Regions from separate parts of the Mus musculus genome. Here region 1 is linked to region 2. The links are chromatin contacts, called in public HiChIP or PLAC-seq maps. All regions are on one chromosome and are shown on one strand. Each heading gives the region's core, a stretch centred on a gene start, on an enhancer-like site or on the middle of the called end of the contact. The rest is flanking DNA. Distances are from core to core; before and after follow the strand shown.

Region 1 (7,759 bases), core at 3,615-6,114, 90 kb after region 2:
TGAAGTAGAAAAATAACTGACACTTTTTAAATAATTTAAAACTAATCTCCTACATACCCCCAAACCCAACAGATATCACTTTTATTTAAAAATGTACACACACTTAGATTTTTGAAACCAGGTCTTACTTTGTTGCCAGACTGACCTAGAAATCACTATTCTTTTTTTTTTTTTTTTAGATTTATTTATTATTATATGTAAGTACACTGTAGCTGTCTTCAGACACACCAGAAGAGGGCATCAGATCTCATTATGGATGGTTGTGAGCCATCATGTGGTTGCTGGGATTTGAACTCAAGGCCTTTACAAGAGCAGTCAGTGCTCTTAACCACTGAGCCATCTCTCCAACCCTAGAAATCACTATGTAGCCCACCCCTGGCCTTGACACTGTGGCGATCCTTTTGCCTTAGCGGGTTGAATGCTTAGATTACAGGTATGAGCCACCACGATCATCATGCAAAAATTAAGAGATGATTTTTATTTAAGGACTAACCAACAAGCTCTTTCTACATGCCTCTTTGTCCTGAGGGTTGGGAATACTGATGCTGAGTGATAAGGGACATGGTTTCACGGTTTTTCCCTTAGCAAGGTACGCCTTTGAGACCTTGTTCTAAGGACAGTCCTGAACTCTAACTTAGAAACCTCAAAAATAGCTCTATTTCCTCCCCTTCCTCAAAAAGTCACTGCAACCTTAACAACTAGATAACTGTAGCGAGCCAGAACCCAAACATCCGCCTTCCTCATTAAGAATGCATAGGTGGTGGGTCTATTATTTAGACTAGAAAAGGGGGAGGTAGCAAAAAAATGTGGCAGACAGCTATTCATAAATAAATATAAACTTCATCTGTTGGACTTTATAGTAATGTTTTCTTTTGCATCTCATAATTTTACGAGACTTAAATACCTCAGAAATAGTTGAATAGGGCTGGGGAGATAGCTCAGTTGATAGAGTGAGGGCCTAGCATAGATCTCTAGCATTGCATAAATCAGGCTTGGTGGCACATAACTACGAAGCACTCAGAGGTCTGGAGATTAGAAGATCAGAAGTCAAAGGGCATCCGCAGCTAGACAGTGAGGCTGAAATCAGCCTGGGCTGCATAGTGAGTTCGAGAACAGCCTGGGCTACGTGAAACTCCAGTTCAAAAAAAAAAAATTAATACTCTCTATTGCTGCTTCAACTTGCAAATCAATTTTAAAGGCTTAAAGCATTTAGTAGGAGGTGCACTCAGTGACACATGTTCAGGGCACGCAAGGCCCTCAGTTTAATTTTAGGACCCTTCCAAAGAAAGGAAAAGTGAGCAGAAGCCGGGCGTGGTGGCGCACGCCTTTAATCCCAGCACTCCGGAGGCAGAGGCAGGCGGGTTTCTGAGTTCGAGGCCAGCCTGGTCTACAGAGTGAGTTCCAGGACAGCCAGGGCTATACAGAGAAACCCTGTCTCAAAAAACAAAAACAAACAAAATACAAACAAAAAAAGTGAGTATAAATTACTTGAAAAAAATTACCAGTCTTAAAGATAAGTATCAAATATCACATGATAAAAGTTTTTGAAATTAACAAAACAAAATTTTTGACAAGGGCATACTCGTTTTGTCCTTGTATCTTCTTTGTTTGTTTTCTTTTGAGACAAGTTTGACTGTCTAGCCCTGGCTGGCCTGAAATTGCTACATAGACCAGGTTGGTCTGGAACTCATGGAGATCAGCCTGACTCTACTTCCCCAAGGAAGAGATTAAAGGTGTGTGCCATCAGACTCAGCTATTACCCTTGTATCCCAATTGTTAGATGCTTTTAAAATTAGGTAGCTTGCTTGCTTCCTTCCTTCCTTTCTTCCTTCCTATCTGTATTTCTTTCTTTCAAAGTAGGGCCAATGACATGGCTCAGTAGGTAAAGGTGCTTGCTGCCAAGCCTGAGGACCTAAATTCAATCCCTGGGGTGCACAAGGTGAAGAGAGAACTAATCCCTGCAAGCTGTCCTCTCATCTACACACACACACACACACACACACACACACACACACACACACACACACACACGTGTGCTGTGGCATGTACACACCACACACAGGCTTGCACACACAACTAAATCAATATCATGCATTTGTATTTTAAAAACTGGTGGTTGTAGTTTGAATGACTTTGTAGTTTGAAAACAGCCGTGTTGTAGTTTGAATGTCAACAGTCCCCATAGGTTCATCCAACTGAATGCCTGATCCTCAGTTGGTGAGACTGTGTGGGAAGGGCTGGGGGTGTGGCTTTGTGGAGGAGGTAGTGTGTCACCAGGGGCCAACTCTGAGGTTTCAAAAGACTCATGATACCTGAAGCAAGTTCTCTCTGCCTCCTGCCTGGGGTCTGGGATGTGAGCTCTCAGCTCTTCCTGCCCATCTGTCTTGTCTTGCCAGTATGGATCCTAACTCTCTAAAATTGTAAACCCAAGTCAAGGATTTCTTTTATAAGTTCCCTGGGTCCTGGTTCTCTATCATAGCAACAGAAAAGTGACCAGTACAGGCTGGGAGGAGTGTCTCTCTCTTGGTAAAGGACTAGTTGGCATACACAAGGCACCTAGTTTGTTCACTAGCATTATGAAGACATAAAGCAAGCAAAACCAAAAAAAAAAAAGCCATGTATATGGGATGGCGTGTTCTTCCTCTGGGCTGTGATGCTGATAAAAAACAAAAACAAGAAAACAAAACAAAACAAAACAAAAAACAGAGGCTGGACAGATTATCTCAAACACCCACCCTTTCCTGTATTTTTTAGATTTTTTTGTATTCATTATACTTAGACTGAAAGTTGAATTTCAAGTTTTACTACTCCTTTTTTTTTTAATTTAAGCTTAAAAAAATGTAATTTTCCAAGCCCAAGAGTACCCAATATAATTGGTCACCAAAAAAATTTGTTGTACAAGAAAAAGCAATTTTGCAAATGAGGATTAAGGGTCTGGGGAACTTGCATCTTTCTAAAGTATTGTTTGCCGATGACATAAGCGACCATTAGTTTAATGTGTAGAAATGGGTAGAAATGTGGCAAACTTGGGAAGTAAAAATTATTCCTAAAGGCTGAGAATGAGTTGGGAAACATGAAGCACCCATGAACTCTAGGAGATAAATAAGTAAATAAATAAATAGGAATCAGGCTAACGGGATAAGGACAACTTATGCCAGGAAATAAAACCAAAATCCTCAGTAAGTATTCAATGTCTTCTAACATTTAAAAGGAGACTAAAAGTTTGCTTGAGAAATGTTTTCAAGGAGGGAAAAAAAAAAAAGGTTTCTGGCTCACAGTGCACAGTGGGGACTTTAGTTAGATAGCATATAGCACAGTGTGCTCATTTAACACCAGATCTTAAAGGGCACTGAACTGAGTCCCTTACTTACTACAGATGGCTTACGAGCAAAAGAAAGGTTACAACCCTTAGAGCCTGACCCAAAGGCGGAACACCGGGTCAAACGCTCGGCTTCTCTGAAGCTCTCATCTTTGCGCGTTTATTTTTTGCCCCATTTAACGTATGAAGGTGATATTTATCCATAGACAAAGTACTTTGATTTTTTTAAAGAGAGGGACCCTTGGTAGGGAGCGTTCCACAGGGAATGTAATTTCTGCGGTCACTATAGTCGGCTTGTGGAGGGTTACCAGAAATGGCTACCAGCACAGCTATGCATCCCCCTCACCCCCGGGGGGCTCTGAGGCAGAGCGCAGACCTGCACTCAGGATGTGAATCTCTCTGTCTTATGCTTCCAGTAACCAGGACTTGGGGCAAATTGCTCAATCATCCCAGACCTTTGTTTCTTCAGTGAAATGAGAGGAGAAAGCCACGTTGCCTGCAGGACCAGAGATGGGGACTGTGGATACAGGGGAAAGGGTCAACTTTCTTATTCCTATTCCCTAGGCCTCATGACTTCAGAAAAGACGAGCTCAAAGCTGCTCCTAGTGGTGCCCGTGTGATATCCCAACTACTTGGGAGGTTGTGGCAAGAGAATTTTAAGTCTGGGGACTGCCTTGGCTACACAGTGAGACAGCCTGGGAAATTTAGCAAGAATTTGTTTCAAAACAATTAAAAAAATAAAGCGCAAAGGATATGGCTCAGGGACAGAGAGCTCGCCTGGCAGAAGCCCTGGGTCTAATACCCTGTACCGCGATATGAGATAAAAATAAAAGCCTGGGGGGAAAAATGCTGGGTTTTTTTGTTTGTTTGTTTTTTGTTCTCCCCCCCCCCCCTTTTAAATCTTATTTATACAGGATAAGGCATATGCCTGTATATCTTTTTAAGTGATCAGACACAAGCTACAAGAGTCAGTCATAGCCAAGTTTGGTGGCATAAACCTGCCATCCTGTACTCAAGTGGCTGAGGCAGGAGGGTTGCAAGTTAAAGACCATCCTGGGCTCCATACTGAGACCCCGTCTCAGAAAACAAAGAAACAAAATAAAACAACAACAACGATGACAAAAAGGAAGGGAATAGCTTATGTCAATTTATGAGAGGGGAAATAAAATAAAAGCTTTCCCAAGAAAATAAAAGCCCCCAGCTCAAACAAGCGAGCCACGTAGACTACCAAAACATTCCGGAAGACCCGCCAAAGAGAACATAGTGCAACCGCCCCAAGCGCAGTGCGCATGCGTAGTAGGCATGCGCAGCAGTTATGCCTCTAAGGCCAGCAGAGGCAGCCTTCTCTAGTCTTGTTCCCGGAACAAAAAGATACCAGTCAACCCTGCTCAGCAGCCGTACATGATGCATTTGGTCACACAGTGCCCAAGTACTGCTCAAGATGTCTTGGGTCAAAAGAATCTGGTGCGGTCCTCTACTCTGCCTGCTGAGATGGGCTTCGTTTTAAGCTCTTTAAAGGAAAGGCAGGAGAGTAACTGTGGGGCAAGCTGTGTGAACTGCACATCTGCGTGCTGGATAGCACTAGAAGGTGCTCCTGGCAGCCTCTGGAGGGTATTGGAGCAAAATAAATGGCTCTATCAGACACACATCCTGACAAGCTGAAGGGTAAAGGCACAGCCACTGGCCCTTTTAGTGCACCCAGTGATTTTCTACACTCAGAGAGGGGATGGTGAGGTTAAGTGGGGATGGCTCTTTAACATCCACGCAGGTGAAGGAACAGTCTCTGGCATGCTACCCTCTTCCCCATGAGGAGCTAGATAGAGCAGGCAAACAGAACTTAGGAACACGAGTGGCTAAGGAAGGGAATGGCTGCTCTTCCTCCCCTCGGTTAGGATCAGTAGTCACTGCTTCATGATCTAACTGCCTCTCTGAATGCAGATGAGCGGCCCCCTGCAGCATCAGCTGAATGCAGATGAGTGGCCTGCTGCAGCATCAGCTGAAGATGCAGTTAGTGTCTGCACAGCGCATGGCGCAACTAACGGTCTCACACTGATGCACCATGAGTGGGCCTGACCCTGGGAATAAGACTCCCCACACTGCTTAAGACAGCGGGTCATAGGCAGCAGCAAACATCAAACAGCTTCCTCTTGCCCAGGCTGGGTTTCCCCCCACCCCCTGCTCAAGCCTAGGAAGGCACAGGAGAGTGAAAACCATGAAATCACATCACATGATTCTTCCCAGACTTCCACACCTACAGGTTTAGAAAAAAAAATTGGTTTTAAATTGAGGTGTATCTTATAACGAAAAGTAACCAGGAACCATGGTGTTTGAAAAACTGGCATTTCATAGGTTTTGTTTCACTTTATTCATTTATTTGGAGACTGCTCACTCTACAGACCAGGCCGGCCTTGAACGTGTGATCTCAGGTGTGAGCCGCCCCTCCCAGCACTTAGAACGTGCAGCTTTGGAACCATGCTGGAGACCAAGGTTTTGCAGGCAGAGGTCTACCTTACTTGTGCTGAGTAACACAGATTCACCAATCTAAAAGCCAGGCCAAGAAGAACCAGGTTGGAATGTTTTGTCAGGTAGGTAAACAGAAGCTGCTGGTGCTGGGGGGATCGAGCTGAGGAAGGATGACTGGGCAGAGCAGCTACAAACTACACAGGTATCTTGGTAGCAGCCACACAAGAAAGCTTTCAAACACACCCACAACTAAGTGCGGGATTACTTACGCCAAGTAAATGCAATTCCTCTAGGTAGATTAACTTCAGAATCTGGGCAATGTGCGTAGACACATTAGAGAGATTTTGGTATTATTTAAACTGATCTTGCTGTTACACTTTTCTTTATAATGACCAGAGCCATCAAAGGTGCTTCCCCCCACTAGCTACGAAACTTAAGATGATGTGGAAAGGAGTTAAATAAAATAGCACACTTAGAGAGAGAGAGGGGGAAAAAATCACAGTTCAAGGTTGCACTCATGCAAAAACGGCATTACCAAGAGCAACACTTCATTTGTAAAGTCAGGACTCAGCACCTGTCTTAATTTCTTTGAAAGCATTTGGATGGCGGATTGGGAAAGGGCTTCAGACCCACCACCAGGTGATATGATAGAAACATTGCAGAACTTACAATCTTCTTCTCGGGTTTGCTACTGTGTTCTACTGGCATGCTGCTGCCATTGCTTCCTGGGGTTACAATGCAGCCAGGGTTATGTGCCTGGGATGGAGGCATGCTCTGCAAAGGTTAAGACACACAGATGCATCACACACAGGAGACGGTCACAGCCAACATGTCTACCAAGTACATGCATGTTAGAAAGAGCAACAACAACACTTTTATTACATGTGAAGGACACAGCAGCCAATGTTACGGGTCAGAGTTAAACTACAGGTAAAGTCTTAAAGGCGTGCACATACTCTGTGGCAAGGCAAGACATTAGTTTTATCAACAAGGGGACACATAAAGGCCTGTTACAGTTTCAAAATGCCTTTCGGGCACCTCCTTCTCTCTGGAAGGATACAAAAGACCAAAACGTCATTGCTACAGAGAAGCCAACCGTGGCAACAATAATTAAAACCTCCTGTCACAGCCCTGCATGCTTGAGAGAAAGGCTTCTGAGAAGGGGCTTAATGCATGCACAATTCCATGCAGCATCCAACACTCGACTGCCAACCACTGCTCTCTGAAGACTGCACCATTCCAAGCAGTGCTACACAGTAGAGAGAAGTCGAACATTTACCTCTTGGCTTAGGAGAGGTCTGGCTTCCAGGGCCAACCTTTTCTTATGCTCCTCTTTTACAGGCATGAGGGGTTTGAAGAACTTTGGTGGCTGAGGAGAGAACGCTTTAAAAGGGCTGACTGTTAAGGCATGAGGATTCTCTGATGGACAACCTGAGGAATACAAAGAGGGCATGAGTTTTCAGATAGCCGAGCATGGTCGCAGGCGCACAGGGAGCCAGGCCATTACACAGGCTTGGTCCCCAGCTCAATTCCACTTTTATACTGATGGTATCAGGAGGGGGCTAGCTTCATCAATGCAGACAGATGGCTGACTGGGCTGAGCTGCAGGGAACAGGGTCACTAGGCGTATGCCTCTGAATGGTGAGCTTTTGTCCGAGGATTCTCCTCTCTCCCTTCTTTCTTATATTTAATGGCTGAGCCATCTCTCCAGCCCTCTCCCTTCTTTCTTGAGGTGTGAAGCATTCACCATTATAGCCCCTTACCACTCTGGTGTTCTGCTCTGCCTCTGCTCCAAAGCATGAAGCAAGCCGACCCTTGATCAAAACCTTTGAAGTCGTGAGTCCAAACAAACCTTTCTCAGGTGAGTTTTTCTAAGGTAGTTTGTCCTAGCCATGGAAAGTAAGCACCCGCAGCCATGATGCTATCAGATACAACAGCAAAAACAGTATGTGTGTGCGCGCATTTAGTTCAGCCTCC
Region 2 (7,963 bases), core at 2,257-4,756:
CAAGCTCTCTGAATGGATGAGCCATACCTCCAGCCCTTCTGCATTACTTCTGACTTAAGGTATTTCATATTTGATTTCAGTCCAATCTCTTTGGGTACAGTGTGTTCTATTTGCTTTGCTACTTCTGGTTTTCCGAAATTTGGTTTCTAATTCTCTGATTATGTGGCTTCACTTCTAAGGGGGTTATTTATTTATTTTATGTATGTGAGTACACTGTAGCTGTACTGATGGTTGTGACCCATCATGTGGTTGCTGGGAAATTAAATTCAGGACCTCTGCTTGCTCCAGTCTAAATATTTATTTATTATTATAAACAAGTACACTGTAGCTGTCTTCAGACACTCCAGAAGAGGGCATCAGATCTCGTTATGGATGGTTGTGAGCCACCACGTGGTTGCTGGGATTTGAACTCAGGGTTTTCAGAAGAGCAGTCAGTGCTCTTGACCGCTGAGCCATCTCTCCAGCCACTTAATGTCTTTACTTTGCTACATACTACGGAAATATAAAGTCCATATCCCCAATAATCACTGTATTTCACCCTCATTTTAGACATTTCTAAATCCACTCCTGCTGTTCCTGCCTCCCTACTGGCACGACTTCTAATTTAAGTATTAAAATGTCTGAGTAGCTGAGGATATGGTTCAGTGATGCGGAATCTGTCTCGCAGTCTGGCAGAGATGGTTCAGTGGATAATTGCTACCTAATCCTGGAAACATGAGTTTGACCCCTGGAGCCCACAGGAAGGTAGAAGAAGAAAACAGAACCCACGAAGTTGTCCTCTGGCCTCCATGTATGCACCATAGCACGTGCATATCCATACACATACATCATATATGTACAATTATTATTATTGTACAATTCTTATTATACATTAAGTACAGTTACAACATTTTTTAAATTAATTTGCCTAGAAGGCATAAGGTACTGAATTTTATCTCTGGCATCAAAACAACAACAAAATCTTTCCTCAGAATTGATTTTGAAACCAAGTTGTCCGAGGTAAACCATATGAAAGGAACACACGGAACACACGGGGGAAAGAAGAAGGACCCTCCCTCTCCCCACTGAATTGTCATGTCTCTTGCTGTCAGAGACAAGAGTTTTGACCTAAATGTCTGAGGATTTCATTATACGAAAAGTGTACACAGCAAGTAAGCTATATTCAAGAGCTATGTCACTAACCTTGTGTGTGTGTGTGTGTGTGTGTGTGTGTGTGAAGTCTCTGCAAGTTACCTGAGCTGGCTGTGAGTTTATGATCTCCTACCTCAAGCTCTTGAGTAACTGGAAGTACATGCCTGTACTAATAGGCCTGGAATGACCCATGGTTTTGTCTTAGATGTTTCTTTCTTACATAGAAGCCTGCTAGTACAGTCATAGGCCATCTTAAATTCTCACATAGGTATGAAACCCCTTTCCATAAGGAAATGAATATAACTGAAGGGCTCTCTAACAGGCCCAAGTGTTGTAAGCATGGCACCTGCAGGTCTTGCCCTCTCCCCTTCCCTCTCCTTTACTAAGCCGTTAGGTTACATTCCTAAAGATAGCCACCAAGGTCCATTCCCTTATTTGGCTATTTCTTTATGCCTGACTAAAACACCAAGGTCCAGCAATCAAAATTCATTATTCAGCTACACTGGCTGATGTGTCCATTCGGGACTTAACAACTCATCCTGGCACAGATTTCCCCCTTTTTCCTTAAAAAGATCACTCCTGCAGAGACATCTACTGCTGTCTTTGCCTGATCCAGAGACAACCGCAACCCTACCCCTGCTTGTCCTCTCTGGGGTAATAAAATCACCTTTGTCTTGAGAAGTTGGTGCCCCTTCAATAGCCCATTTTTCTCTCAACTTTATAGATCAAGTGCTTTACCAACTAATGTCAAATTCCCCAAGACACTCCCCAGCTGCTGCTGGTAAAGCCATTAGGTGCAGCATTCCTCCCTGAGTGGCCACACTTGTTCCCCATTGCCTGTCCTTTCCCCTATGAATAAGCTAACTTTGACTCTAACTCATTATGATTATTTTTTTCAGCACAGTTTAAGAATCTGGGTTGCAGCCTGGCCGTGGTGGCACGTGCCTTTACTGAGTGTCTCCCAGCACTCAGAAGACAGAGACAGGAAGATCTCTGTGAGTTTGAGGCCAGCCTGGTCTACAGAATGAGTTTCAGGACAGCCAGAGCTACATGGAAAAACCCTGTCTCAAAAAATAAAAATAAAAAATAAAAAAGAAGGAAGGAAGGAGGGAAGGAAAGAAAGGGGAAGAGAGAAAGAGACAGGGAGAAAGGAAGAGAATGAATGAATGAATCTGGTCTGTACCTAAATAAGGGTCTCTGAAGCTGGGAAAGGAGTGTCGCAGGTTGCAGAGCTGGTGGTGTTGAGCTATGTTTCCTGCTGCTAGTGATGATCGTGAATAGGTGTTCAAGTGTTTCATGGAAGATTTTCCCTTGAAGCAGATGAATTTCTTAAAGGCCAAAAGTGATGTCTTTTCTGTCTCCCAGAGGAAAGACAGGATTGACTCTCGGCATCACTGTCATGTTCAAGCCATTAGGTGCGGCATGCTGTGGTGAACACCAGGACCAAAAGCAAGTTGGGGAAGAGTTTATTTGGCTTCCAATTCTACATTGTAGTCCATCACTGAGGGAAGTCAGGACAGGAACTCAAATGGGCAGGAACCTGGAGGCAGGAGCTGATGCTCATCCCATGGCTTGTCTTCCTTCTTATAGAACCCAGAACAGCAGCCTGGAGTTGTACCACCCACAGTGGGCTGGGCCCTTCCACATCAATCACTAATTTAAAATGCTCTACAGGTTTGCCTACAGCCCAATCTTACAGAGGCATTTTCTCAATTGGTCTTGCCTCCTCTCAAATGACTCTAGACTCTATCAAGTTGACATAAAATTAGCCAGCACAATAATCGTTCAATATTCTCATAGTATTTGGCTCTTGTAGATTCCTTATATGGTCCTGGGAATTCAAAGTCACACAACTACCCCTAACTGGGCTTATTAACATAGCAAAGTGTATTAAGGTTATCAGTATCTGGGAGGCTGCATATAGATGAAAAGAAGACGAAACCATACACAGACTAAGGTGCTAAGCAAGAAACAAATACTGTGGTTGAAGGAGTGGAAATTCTGGTGAGTCAGATGCAGTTTCACAAGGGACAATCATGTCCTAACCCCACAGGATCTTCTCTAGGGACCTTGGTAATGGAGTTCATTAGAATTCTCAAGAGTGGTGGCGAATGCCTCACAGACGTAAGCCTAAATGGATGCGTTCACAGTGTCCAGGACCACGTCCTCGGCATCGCACACGTGGTTGTGCGATGCCGCGACGCGTTACGTTACCGAATATGCCACAATTTATGATTAAAACGTACCACAGAGGACCCCCGAGAAACATCGCGTAGCCCAGGAACCAACTCACAAAGCACCACCAACCGCCCGCCCGGCTCCCCAAGCCTGGCGCGCCGGAGAGGTGGGGTTTCCGCTTCCGGAGGCGGATTGTTGACGCCCACTGCTGCTGTGGTGGCGAGCGAGCGAGCGGTTGGGGAGGGGCCGCCGAGGGCGGGCGACGGCGCCTTGACAGGCAGCGCGGAGGGGGCCTCCGGGGCGACGATGGCAGAGGGGCCCGAGGAAGCCCGGAGCCGCCCTCCGGAGCAGGATGGCAGTGGCGGGGACCACGAGCCGGTCCCTTCCGAGCCAGGCTCTCCCACCACCACCGTCGCCGCCACCGCCGCCGCCCCCCGGTCCCCGGCCCTCGCGAGCGTCGCCTCGGCAGTGTCGGAGCCCGAGCCGCAGTGCGAGCTCCGCAAGCGCCGGGAGACGGGCGCGGAGCCTCCGGAGGCGGGAGACTGCGAGGCGTCGGACGGCCCGGGGCGGCTGAGCGCGCGCGAGTACTCGCGGCAGGTGCACGAATGGCTGTGGCAGTCCTACTGCGGCTACCTGACCTGGCACAGCGGCCTGGCCGCCCTGCCCGCCTACTGCGGCCCGCCACCACCCGCCGCCACCGCCCCGCAGCCCGCCGTCCCCTCGCCGTCGTCCCCGCCGACGCCGTCGTCCCCGCCGCCACCGCCGCCGCCGCAGCTGGCGTACTACAACCCCTTCTACTTCCTGAGCGCTGCGGGGCCCGGGCCGGGGGCGGCCACGGGCGGCGCCACCCCGACGGCTGTCGCGGGCCTCACGGCCCGGGCCCCGCACGTGCAGCCATCGGCCCGGGCGGCCCCCGGGACCAGGGTGGGTTCTGCAGCCCCTGCGCGGACTGCCAGCGACACCGGGCGGCAGGCAGGTGAGATCGGGGTTGGCGCGGGGGTGGGGTGGGGGGTGTTGGGTAGGATGGAGGAGGGATAGAGTCGAGGTCCTTTTTAAAAAAAAAAAAAAAAAATCACTGCCATTCCTACCACTAACATTTTGGAAGGATCTCACCCTGTGGTGTAGGCTAACACAGTATGTAGGCCAGGCTAGCCTCAAACTTGGAATAAGACAGGTCTGTACTAGCCAGAGGGGTCTCTTGAAGGATCATTGAACAAGTATGCTCGCTCCTGAAAAAATATAACCGGGGAGCTGCTGCTACCATTGATAGTTCCCACATACATCAGCTATGGTTTGCCCAGGCCCTAAATTCTAAAAACGTACTGTGAAGCAATGTTGATTGTCCTTCCCTTAAGACCTGGCACGGCTAGTAGGTTCCCTTACTCCTGACACTAGCCCTTCTTGTGTGTAGAGACGTATGCTTATCAAACCATCCTCTCTGTAATCTTCAGGCTCTGGAAAGATCCAAAGCTAGCCTTGGGTGGCAAGCCCGCTGTTGGGAGGCTCGAGATTAGAATACTAGAAATCACCAAGACTTGGGCCGTGTAAAGACAGTGGAACTGAAAGGCGATTGACATGATTACAAAACGAGTCTAGAGAGCTTTGACTGGCCTCAAGCCTATTGGTCATGAATATCATCTAGTAAATGATGTGTAGTCACTGGTCTTAGCAAACCGTAGGAAAGTTTGCAGCCAGTCTTCTGAGTCTGGGGCTGGAATGCTGGGATTACAGGCATAGCTCACCATGTCCAGCTCATTATTAGATATTTTAGAAACAGGATCTCTTGATGGGATCATTGCCGTTGGCTGATGCAAAGCTATAATCTTAAAAAGTTTAGTTGGACCTTGACTTTACTTTGCCGCTTTCTTATCTGGCTTGGTTCTTAAACTTGTGTAACTCATTTTTTTTCTTCTTCTTCCCAATTTCCAGGTAGAGAGTATGTCATTCCATCCTTGGCCCACAGATTTATGGCAGAGATGGTGGATTTCTTTATTCTCTTCTTTATAAAAGCAACCATTGTCTTGAGCATCATGCATCTCAGTGGAATAAAGTAAGTTAAGAACAGTCAGAAAATTCTGGAGCTGTCATTTAGGGATCTTGTTTTGTAAATTCTGTACATGCTCATGAGTAACTCTGGGTAATGGATGGATGTCCAAGACCAAGACTTCTCTATGAAATCTTTACCAGTTCTATTTGTTTCCCTATTGGTTGTTTTTAAGTGTGTTTATATGTAACCAAGAGGTCTACTTTGGTTATCTTCTAATCTCTCCTATATTTTTTTGAGGTGGGATCTCTCACTTGACTTGGGGCTTGTCATCTCAGCTGGACCAGCTGGCCAGCAAGTCCCTAAGATCACTGGTCCTCCCTCTCAGTGCTACATAGGTATATAGGTGTCCTGGGCTTTAGATGGATTCTGGGGATGCACTCAGGTCCTGACATTTTATATAAACACTTTACCCACTGAGCTATCACCACAAGCCCCTTGGTTTTAAGAAAGAAACAAAGAACTTCAGTATGTTGTTTAAAATCTGAGGGAAAAGGAGGGAGGCTTTGGTGGCATGTTCCTTTAATTCCAGCACTCAGGAGGCAGAGGCAGGCAGATCTCCGTGAGTTCAAGGCCAGCCAGAGTTAAATCCTATCTCAAAAAAGATTTTAATAGGTTAAAGAAGCCTTCAGACCTGGCTTGTTTTTTTTATTAACCATTCTCTTGGGCCAGGAATGTGTTAGTTTCCTTCTTATTGGCCTATGAAGGCTCTGCCATGAAAGCACAGAGGGGCTGGGTCGGTGGTCAGGGGTTAAGAGTGCTCACTGCTTGTCCCGAGGCTCCAAGTTCAGTTTCCATGTCAGGCAGCTTATCACTGCCTCTAACTCCAGCTCCAGCCTCATGTATACACATGGCATACATTTGTATACACATACACACACACAATTTTCAGAGCACAAAGAGCTTGTGGTAGGTGGACTTAGTAATCAATTTCAGTGGGGTTGTTTTCAGTTGAGCAGATTCAATGCAAAGTATGGCATTTACTTGAGAAACTCAAGTTTTAGGATAATGCCTGCTCCCAATTGCTAAGCATTTTCTATGAGACACTTATTTACGTTTATGAGACGATGTCAGAATTGAAAAGAAGATAGAAAAGTCAAGATACAAAGTAGTGTTAACCTTGGGCCCCCGACAGGTGTTGGGTAGCTCCTGCCTGTCCCCTAACACAGCCTTTATTATTATTGTTTACATTTATTTATTTGGAGGGCAGAAAAAAGCTGCAGAACTTAACCTCTCCAGCCTTAACATGCTGCTGTAGTTTCTACCGACAAGATAAAGTCTGAATTTCATTACATGGTTTAACATGCCCACATTCTCCTCAGTCTCCTTACACCATGAAATTGAGCCCTATCACTTGTTCCAAGGCTTTCTCTCCTGCCTGGAGCTTCTTCCTGCTTCTTAGTCTGGCTGGCTTCTCTTCATTCTTTGTATTGTATTGTGCACTTAGAAATGTCATTTCTGAGAAGACTGGTCTGTTTTCTGTGGTGTTCTGGTTGGCATCCCAGTTTATTTTTGTTCTATTTCCCTTGCTTGGTTAGAATCTCTGTGAAAGCTGAGGAGATACTTTTAGTATCCCTTGCTGTGCCAGTGTGCCCTCTGATGCAGTGATAAATACCATGATCAAAAGCAACTTTGAAAGGAAAGAGTTTATTCCATTTTACAGCTTGTAGTCCATCACTGAAGGAAGTCAGGGCAGGAACCTGGAGACAGGAACTGATTCGGAAGCCATGGAAAAATGCTGCTCTTCATGGCTTACTCAGCCTGCTTTTGCTTTTCTTATAGCACCCAGGACCACCAGCGCAGGGGTGGCACCACTCACAGTGTGCTAGGCCCTTCCCACATCCATCATTAATCAAGAAAATGTCACATAGACTTGCTACAGGCCAATCTGATGGAGGCATTTTCTTAACTGAGGTTTCCCAATTAAGTTTGAGTTTACAAACCAGTCACTGCCCTATCATCAGGGCTGGCATCTTATTTGCTCTGCAGTGCTCTACCACTGAGGTACAAACTACCCCACAATCACAACCATGCTTTTGCTTTAATTTACTTAGGTATTTGTTATTTTTTTGAATAAAGTAATGGGTATTTTATGCACTTTGTTGGTGAGAACCTAATAGCATAGAATTTCACTTAAATTTTATGACCTAATTATGGGAAAATGGTACAAAACTGACTTAGGAGCTAATTCCTTCTAACCCCAAACCCTTCTTTTTGTGCAGGGACATCTCTAAGTTTGCCATGCACTATATAATAGAAGAGATTGATGAAGACACATCAATGGAAGACCTGCAGAAAATGATGATTGTGGCGCTTATATACAGGTTGTTAGTTTGTTTCTATGAGGTAAGCTGCTAACTGGAGCAAGTAACCGTTTTAATGGTATTTTAAATTATCTACTAGGAAAAAAATGACAATTTACAAATTTCGTAAATATTTGTCATTGAGTTTTCATAATTTTTAAAATTAACACTTTCAAGTAAAAAAAAAAACCCTAAATACTAAATTTTGGAAAAAAGATGCCTTGTTATACATTTCAGTTTTAGAAATAACATTTCATTCATAAGCAGATTTTAGTTCAGAGATATACATATTACGGACGTGTGTGTG

What was found. HiChIP or PLAC-seq counts read pairs in DNA pulled down with a chosen protein or histone mark.
Region 1: an H3K27ac HiChIP or PLAC-seq map of embryonic stem cells shows a contact between it and region 2, with 6 read pairs. The contact joins the enhancer-like site here to the promoter of Fam8a1 in region 2. A contact is called at or near these places in 2 of 39 promoter capture datasets (the 3T3-L1 cell line and liver), 4 of 484 Hi-C or Micro-C datasets (the AML12 cell line, embryonic stem cells, epidermal suprabasal cells and 1 more), 1 of 115 datasets of contacts at active chromatin or transcription factors (embryonic stem cells) and 4 of 9 other capture datasets (adipose tissue, embryonic stem cells, liver and 1 more).

Annotation. Positions count from the first base shown.
Region 1 is chr13:46,754,212-46,761,970 of GRCm38.p6, forward strand. Kif13a (kinesin family member 13A) reads right to left here. Exons shown (of 38, transcript NM_010617.2): 36 at 7,062-7,213. Among named protein-coding and RNA genes, the nearest start is that of Gm24620, 9.6 kb to the right of the region's middle. Within about 2 kb of position 4,865, at least 22 of the 459 cell types and tissues checked have an H3K27ac peak or open chromatin away from gene starts, as enhancers often do. A contact at or near this core is called in embryonic stem cells and regulatory T cells, where this site is marked.
Region 2 is chr13:46,665,971-46,673,933 of GRCm38.p6, forward strand. It overlaps Fam8a1 (family with sequence similarity 8, member A1), which reads left to right and starts at 3,507. Exons shown (of 5, transcript NM_001033192.3): 1 at 3,507-4,285; 2 at 5,239-5,359; 3 at 7,576-7,699. The coding sequence starts at 3,616.